3 separate regions of the Zea mays genome follow, and regions 1 and 2 are each linked to region 3. Evidence: chromatin contacts called from public Hi-C data. All regions are on one chromosome and are shown on one strand. The core of a region is the stretch at or near the end of the contact, and the rest is flanking DNA. Distances in the headings are between cores, read along the strand shown.

Region 1 (2,838 bases), core at 78-2,577, 320 kb after region 3:
GTTGGGCGAGGCGGAGTTCGTCGTCTTCCGGGGTCGAGCCCGAGTCCGAGCCCTGGGGTCGGGCGAGGCGGAGTTCGTCGTCTTCCGGAGCCGAGGCCGAGTCCGAGCCCTGGGGTCGGGCGAGGCGGAGTTCGTCGTCTTTCGGGGCCGAGGCCGAGTCTGAGCCCTAGGGTCGGGCGAGGCGGAGTTCGTCGTCTTCCGGAGCCGAGCCCGAGTCCGAGCCCTGGGGTCGGGCGAGGCGGAGTTTCCTATGGCGCCTGAGGCCGGACTTGGCTGCTGTCAGCCTCACTCTATCGAGTGGCACAGCAGTCGGAGCGACACAGGCGGCGCTGTCTTCTTGTCAGGCCGGTTAGTGGAGCGGCGAAGTGACTGCGGTCACTTTGGCTCTGTCGACTGAAGAGCGCGCGTCAGGATAAGGTGTGAGGCGATCCTCGCATTAAATGCTCCTGCGATACGGTCGGTCGGTGTGGCGATCTGGCCAAGGTTGCTTCTCGGCGAAGACTGGGCCTCGGGCGAGCCGAAGGTGTGTCCGTTGCTTGAGGGGGCCCTCGGGCGAGACGTGAATCCTCCGGGGTCGGCTGCCCTTGCCCGAGGCTGGGCTCGGGCGAGGCGAGATCGTGTCCCTTGAGTGGACCGAGCCTTGACTTAATCGCACCCATCAGGCCTTTTCAGCTTTGTGCTGATGGGGGTTACCAGCTGAGATTAGGAGTCTTGGGGATACCCCTAATTATGGTCCCCGACACAACTCAAATATTATTCCTTCATTCAATTCTTGTGTGGTCTTTTGTGTTTTTTGTGAATTCTATTATATACCAGTATATATGTATTTTCTGTGATCTTCGGGCCAGCCCCGGTCCTGTACTGATGGGCTGTCAGGGCCAATGGTATGACATGACCCGCTCGAGTACCCACCGGGCCATGCCTTTTGGTCGAGAGATCCCGTGTCGCACCTGGCACGCTCTGAATAGGCCGGTGAGCGCATGCCCATGCCAGACTGGACGTCACGTTTGGACATCTAGAAGAGGTTAAAACCAAACTTTTTTATTTTTACGAACTCCTTCCATCATAATTTATAAATTCGTTTTACTTTTTCCTAAGTTTGATTGGTTCGATTTATTCATTTTTAAAAAAAATAAAAAATTGAAGCCATACTTAAAAGCATATTATATGTTAGACGATATGATAATAAAAATAAATAATAATTATGATTTTTTAATAAATCAAGTTAATTAAATTTAGAATAACGGGACTACGGGAGTGTGCAGCATGCACACCGGAACGGAAAGTCTTTGTTTGGCTGCTGTTCGTTGGTCAACAAAAAACAGTAGAAATGTTCTCCGCAACTCCGAATACACCTTGCTAATATCTACCCGCCGGCCGCAGGCCGCCGCCCGGCTTCCAGTCTCGCCGATTCGAGGAGACGACGACCATGCCAACCACAGCGCCACCGGTGGATGCAGAACCTCCCGAGTGCCCGGTGTGCCTCTCCCCATTCGACGCGGCCTCCGTTGTGCCGCGCGTCCTCCCGTGCGGCCACTCCCTCTGCGGGTCTTGCATCGCGGCCCTCCCGCCCGCCTCCGCGGCCGCAGGCGCCTCCTCCCTCCGCTGCCCTCTCTGCTCCCAGTGCGTCCCCTACGCCCGCGCGCTCGGCCCCTCCTCCCTCCCCAAAAACCTCGCCCTCCTCACTCTTCTCCCCTCCCCATCGCATGCTCTCAGCGCCGCCACCCTCGTCACAGCGCCGCTTCCCCACCCCCATCCGCTCCACGCCGCCCACTCGCGCCTCCTTTCGCGCTTCCGCCATGCCGTCCTCCCCGAGTCCGCCTCCCCGCTCGGTTCCGAGCCAAGCCCCGTCCACCTCGCGTTCGGATCCCTCGGCTCCGACCTCGGCGCGCCCTGGTTCTGCGCGCGGGGCCGCCCCGTGAGCCTCCTCCCGATCGAGACCCAACCAGTCCCCCCGACGAAGCAGGAAGCCGAATTCTACCGGCCCAGCCACGCGACGCGGGTCCTCGCCGCGGTCGACGCGCTCAGCGACGCGACCAAGGAGGAGCTGGCCGGTCTGATCGCCTCTTCCGCGAGGCTAGCACGGATGGTGAGCAGGCTCTACGGTGTCTGGATGTCCCCTCACGCGCCGCCACTATGGATGGTCTCTGAACGGCACCCACGTACGGTTTCCCAATTGTTGGAGGAGGAGATTATCAATAGAGAGGAGACGGTGGTGCGGGCCGGATTCCTTGTAATGGAGGCATGTGAAGTGATCATGGGGTTGCACAGCGAGGGGCTGGTGCTGGGGTGCCTCGGGCTGGACTGCTTCTGCCTCGATCGTTTTGGGCACTGCATGCTTGATTTGAATCAGGCGTTGGCCTTGTGCCGGGGAGTCCAAGCTGGGGCTAGCTCGAACAGTGTTCGAGCTTTCATCGCTCCAGAGGTGGCGGCAGTGCTAGGTGACACGTTGCGGACGGAGGGTCGTGATTTTGATGGTTTGGTTGGCTGTACCTCGGATATCTGGTCGTTGGGTTGTGTGTTCGTGGCACTTCTTACTAGGGATGAACAGCTTGTGCCTGTGGCAGGTTGGAACTCTGAAGGACTGTATGATGATTGGGAGAAGGAAGTGGTTACAAGGCTTGATGCCACATTGCTTGGTACTATACTTGAACCATTGGCTGCAGTTATAGCATCGTGCTTGAGATATGATCCAAAATCCCGTCCAGAGATTGCTGATGTTTGGAAATGTATTAGAGGCTTGTTGACAAAATTTGGTGATGTTACTTTAGCTCCTGATGATGATGTTGCAGCTCAGAAGAGTTTTAGATGTTTACTCCTTGGGGAGTTATCCTCCAT
Region 2 (2,873 bases), core at 297-2,796, 480 kb after region 3:
GCGCGAGGAAGGAATATAATAGTGATTCAGAGGCAAACAAGCAAGCGAAATAGTAGTAGTGATTCAGAGGCCGTGACCAACCTTCATCCCGGGCATCTGGACCCACTCGACGGCGGTGCCGGTGGCCTTGGACAGAAACTCCGTCAGTGTCTCCTCCGCTATGGACATGAGCCTGCAGAGAAGAGACGCTCATGGATACTGCAGGTTGGTGCCAGCCATACTGCCATGGCAAAATAAAGGCAAAAAAAGGCAGGCACGGGCTAAGTAGTACGTACCCGGCAGGGCCCGCGTCGCGCGGCTGGGCTTGTGGCAGCACCGCGGCCACGTTCTGGGGGCCGCTGGTGACGACCGACTCGCAGCTCGTGTCCGTGGTCGCCAGCCCCGCCTGCAGCAAAGCAACGGCGGAGGGGTGAACACAAGCACAGCGGTGCTGCTGCCTGGAATGGAAGGTGAGGGAGAGGGAGAAGGAGTTGAGCGATGAGGGGGAGTACGCGTACGCTCTGCGTCTGCTGGCGGTAGTAGCCGTTCTCGTAGACGAGCTGCGAGACCTGCTTCTGCAGGCGGTCGTTCTCCTCCATGAGCAGCTTGTTCATGGCCGTCAGCTTCCGGTTTACCGCCTGCAGCCGGGACGACTCCTTCCGCTGCTTCTCCCGGCACCTGCGTGCGTGCGTGATGCGCGCCGGTGGAGATCGGTTAGTTCGGGGCCATGGAGGACGACGACGGTACGCGCGCGGGTGGACAGAGCCGGCGCCAGAGGAGAGGAGGAGTGGCTCACGTCACGTGTGGTGTGATAATTACCGGCCGTACCGTACCTGCGGTTCTGGAACCAGACCTTGATCTGCTTGGGGTCGACGCTGGCGAGGACGGGGCAGTCGCGGACCAGCTGCTGGCGGCGCAGCGAGCTCGGCTTGGGGCACTCGTAGTAGAGCCGCTCCAGCGCCTCCACCTGCTCCGGCGTGTACCGCACGTACTTGCTGGCGTCCATGGCCGCCGCCGCCGCCGCGGCCTCCTTGGCCGTCACCATCTGCCTCCGACTCGCGCTCGCTCCCCGGCCCGCCGGCCGCCGTCGCAATGGCACAGCAGCCAACAACTGAGTACTCGATCGAGCGGCCAGCAACACCCAGACGACGACCCCCTACTCTCCTACTAGCTAGCTGAGCTACAGCTCTGGCAGCTGGCGGCTCTGGTAGCTATAGGCCTATAGCCTATACTCCTATAGCAGGTGGTGGCTACTAGCTTAGTAGCACTTGTGCTCAGATAGCTCGACGACGTGGTGCTCAATGCAAGTGATGAGGGTGTGGGAGGCATGTGCGTGGGCGTAGCCGTGGAGTAGGGAGTAGTAGAAGAATAGGGCCGGGCCGGGTGGGGTCGGTCATGGGCGGAGGAGGAGGGGGCGAGAGGCCATATGGCCGGAGCACCGGTGCCGCTTTCCTCTAACGCCCGGACATCGGCAAGCACGAGGAGGATTTGGAGCCGGGCCGGAGCCTCTGCCTGCTGGTGCTGGTGCTGGCACACATGCAAGGGCTGGGCTGCTGATGTGTGGGGCTTCTTCGCCGATATGATCGATCCTACTGGTACTTTGAAAACGAGAGGCGATCGAATCGGCCGTGGAGCCCGCCTTCAATTCTTCCGCTCGCCGAAACGATGGTTCCGTGCTGCAATGCAAAACATCTCTTCTGGTAATATTATATCATCAATATTCGCCGAAAGCAGGAGACCCGTACCTACATTCCAATTCCATACCATGGCCGCCACTTTTTTTAAAAAAAAAATCACTATATAAATAAACAGAGAGAGGGAGAGATAAGATATTTCATACCTATAGAATATTTAATTATCTCCAAAAAGTTCGAATTTTCGCAGCCCTGGTTAGAAACCCTAAAGCTAATAGGTCAGCTAATAAATAAATTGTTAACGGGAATGAGATGCTAACTATTAGCTAGGGCTGTATTTCGAACCCCCAAATTAATAATAGGTTGGTCGGGCCGCTAACTTCCCTATTAAGTTGCATGTACTAATCAGTTTAATCAAAAAACTTAATCTGATGAAAGGAGGTGGAGAATTCACTTATGTTATATTCTAATACTTTTCCTCACGTCGAGCCTCTTTTAGGTCCCTGACGTGAAATATAGGAGCGAATAACAATTATTTTATTTAATTGTGCTAAACAGGATTCGAACTTGAGAACTCTGGCTGCGATATCATATTCAGTTGCATGTTCCAACCAGTTTAAACCAAAAGCTTAAGCTGACGGAGAGTGTCCCTAATTCTTTTTTTCTTATATTTTTTCTTTCAAATTTAAATGGATTTCACACCCTAACCATGACACAAGCAACATAAATTTGTAAAAAACACAAATTTCTTGAATAATGAAACTAATTAAGGAGGCGATGTGGCGGGGACGAGATGTCGACAGTGTGTGTGTGTGGGGGGGGGGGGGCAACAACGAGAGGGCGGTCCCGCAAGGCGGAAGGAGGACACGTACAGGAGTAGATGAACATGTGAGTCTCAAAGGAATAGGAAGGTCTTTTACAAATTTTTAACTGGTTTTAGCTAGGTTAAACCAGCTAATGATCCAATTATTAGCTAAGATGTTAGGTACTAATTAGCTTGAATATTAGTTGGGGTGTTTAAAATCGCTTGAATATTAGTTTGGGTGTTTAAAATCGCTTGAATATTAGTTGGGGTGTTTAAAATCCCCGTGAATAATTTTAATGACTAACTATATTAGAGGTAGGGTTCCAACATGACCTTAATTCGATGAAATGAAACAGGGCGCGAGATGCTAGTTTATACCACGAAATAATTGAGGGCTTTCTGCACATGCTTTAGGAGAGATTCCGAGCTTTTCTTCTTTTTTTTTCCCCTTGCTT
Region 3 (2,735 bases), core at 38-2,537:
ACCGGCAACCTGTCCCATATTAAGCGGTCATCATCTGGCTTGAGGTGATAGTAAGCTGAGCCAAATGCTGCTGCTACATTCCCAGCATAAAAGAGAAACCATCCCGAGGCCTCCCACCTCAAGCTACATGATTCCACAAAATGGCATGTTATCAAATTTTTAAATTTATTTCAAGGGAACGAGTATGCTGTCATTCCTTATATAAAATTTCTTGAAGCAGCACACCTCACAGAAAATCATATATAGTTTAAAGCTACTTGATTCCACAAAGTGGCATGTTATCAATTTGTGAAATTTAATCCAAGGCAATGAGTGTTGCCATGAGCGATAGAAAAAGTTCTTGAAGCAGCACACCTCACAGAAAACCAGATTAGTTTCACATGAAGAGGCTTATCTGAAAAAGTAGGAGGATCGCACACATTTCATTTATTGGCTTCCATTGAAGCATATCAACCTACTTTTAATTGAACGCCCATGATTCAAATCCCCATTACCCAGCCATTCTATAATATGGCAAGATTAAATTGCACATTCTGAAGCAAAGCATTTCCTCAAGCAAGCAAGCAGATGGCTAGAAGACGTATAAGCAAAGGTTCTCAACATGATTCATGAGTGCCATCTCGTTTAACTTAAAAATCCACAGGATTAGTGGAACCTCATTCGGACATAATAGAAAAAAAAAACACCTATTGCCTCCTCTTGACCTCTTCTGAGTTCCGAAGCTTTCAAGCAAGACTCAAAAGATCGGACTATTTTACAACTACTATGCCAAAAGCATTGGTTAGCCAAAAAAAAATTATTCAATTTAAGGATCATCGATCTGTTCACTTGACTCAGGTGTAAGCAAATTACTAAACTAGGACATAAGACGAACTTCTTTAGACATTTCATCAAACAAAGGTAGGGTAAGGGCCAAGGGGGGCACCTGACGCCGAAGCACCCGCTGCCGCAGAGGCAGAGGACGAGGCCCGGGACCCCGGCGAGTAGAAGCGGGTAGGCGGTGAGCACGTTGAGCGTGTTGGGCACGCCGAGGAGATTGCGCATGTCGGCGAATAGGTGGAGCGCAGGGGTGTGGCGGAACCGCGGCGTGGCCACGAGGAGCAGCGCGGAGGCGAGGACGGCCCCGCAGGCGAGCGCGCGGCGCCGGTGGTTCTCGCGTCGGAGCAGAGCGGAAGCGAGCGCGACGGGCCCCGCGCCGGGGCCGCCTCGGCCCCGCGTCGGGGGTAAGTCGGCGGCGAGATCCATGCGGGCGGGGAGATGCTGCTGGTTGCGGGCTCAGTTGGATGCTTGCGGCGGAGCGTGGAGTGGAGTGGAGGCCTAGAGTTCCGCTGCTGGGCCGTCATTGTGATTATGGGCCGTTTTCTCAGGGTCATTTGTAGGCCAGACCTTATTCATATTAAACAAATGTCCATTTTACGTAAACAATAATGCTAAAAGTCGTCTTTTCCCTTCATTAATCACTAGATATATACCCGTGCGTTGCCACGAGAGTTAAAAATTAGTATTAAACATAATTTTAGAGGAATCATACAAGAATCAGTTCGTTTTCACAGGAAAAACGCAAGAAACGGGAAAATTTCCTCCGCTCCAAATGAGCCCTTAAAATAATTAATTACTCACGTAGGTCACTATCAACCATTTTGCAAAAGGGAAATTGCACAATCATACTACAAGAGATCGAGCATAATGCTACTTACGAACAATGAAACTGTTTTACAAGCGATTGAGCATACTGCTAATTTCTGAATAGTGTATGCACCTCAACGCAGCAATCAATCCTAACCTGGTAGCCAAACTCTCGCCAAGGCACCACACTAACAAGCATCAGTCACCCATGATCTTGACAAAAGCGAGAGGAGAATTGACAAAAGCGAGAGAGACCGAGAAGCAGGCAGGGAAATCGTACCTTCTAGGCCTCGTTCGATCCACGAGCTGCTGCAGCTTCTCACTCTGGCGGTGCTAGAGCACGTCCAGCCGATGCACGCGCGAACCGCTCGACACCCATGATCTTGCGCAGTGCACACCAGACCTAACTTGCGAACTACCAATGAGAATAGAATAGTTGGATCAATTGACAATTAAGGAAAACCCAGTAGAATATATGGATAATTAAGGAAACCCCATCATAGATAAACATTGCAATAGAAGTTTGTTTCCCAAATGACAACCATTCTAGTTATCTAGCAGAGAACATCTTTTGAGCCACGGGCATTAAGGAACAACAACAACAAGAACAGAATAACTCAATTCACATTCTAGTTATAAAATAGAGAACATTGTTTTTTGAACCACAAGCACCCAGTAGAATAGATGGATAATTAAGGAAAACCCATCATAGATAACAATTGCAATAGGAGCTGATTTCCCAAATGACAACCATTCTGGTTACCTAACAGAGAATATCTTTTGAGAAACAACAACAAGAACAAAGTAAATCACTTCACATTCTAGTTATCAAATAGAGAACATTGATTTTTGAACCACAGGCATTAGGAAATATCATCAACAAAGAACATATTAAATTGCTTCACATCACATGAGGCACAATGGGCAGTTTGGATTGCAACCTCCCAGGCAGATGCCTGCCAGGCATTCCATCGTAGCCATCAGGCGTCCAAAATCAATGGCATGGGATGCTGCTTGGGCCTGACAGGCCCATAGTGCATAAGCATGTTTTCTATCCAAGAATTCAATGTGACTGATGAACTTGAATAGCCGCTACAGGCACCTTGCAT

Evidence for each region. Hi-C and Micro-C count contacts between places; a contact is called where the count stands out from the background.
Region 1: a Hi-C map of tassel shows a contact between it and region 3, with 2.2 times the contacts expected there. The contact joins the promoter of LOC103634940 here to the promoter of LOC103634937 in region 3. A contact is called at or near these places in 2 of 25 Hi-C or Micro-C datasets (endosperm and tassel).
Region 2: a contact with region 3 is called in a Hi-C map of tassel, with 2.8 times the contacts expected there. The contact joins the promoter of LOC103634943 here to the promoter of LOC103634937 in region 3. A contact is called at or near these places in 3 of 25 Hi-C or Micro-C datasets (bundle sheath, ear and tassel).

Annotation. Positions count from the first base shown.
Region 1 is chr8:23,104,491-23,107,328 of Zm-B73-REFERENCE-NAM-5.0, forward strand. It overlaps LOC103634940 (Protein translocase subunit SECA2 chloroplastic), which reads left to right and starts at 1,328. Exons shown (of 7, transcript XR_004851907.1): 1 at 1,328-2,838.
Region 2 is chr8:23,256,472-23,259,344 of Zm-B73-REFERENCE-NAM-5.0, forward strand. LOC103634943 (homeobox-leucine zipper protein HOX29) reads right to left here and starts at 1,547. Exons shown (of 17, transcript XM_008657521.4): 1 at 813-1,547; 2 at 498-657; 3 at 276-385; 4 at 82-172. The coding sequence starts at 1,024.
Region 3 is chr8:22,780,857-22,783,591 of Zm-B73-REFERENCE-NAM-5.0, forward strand. LOC103634937 reads right to left here and starts at 1,288. Exons shown (of 6, transcript XM_020542406.2): 1 at 926-1,288; 2 at 3-123. The coding sequence starts at 1,245.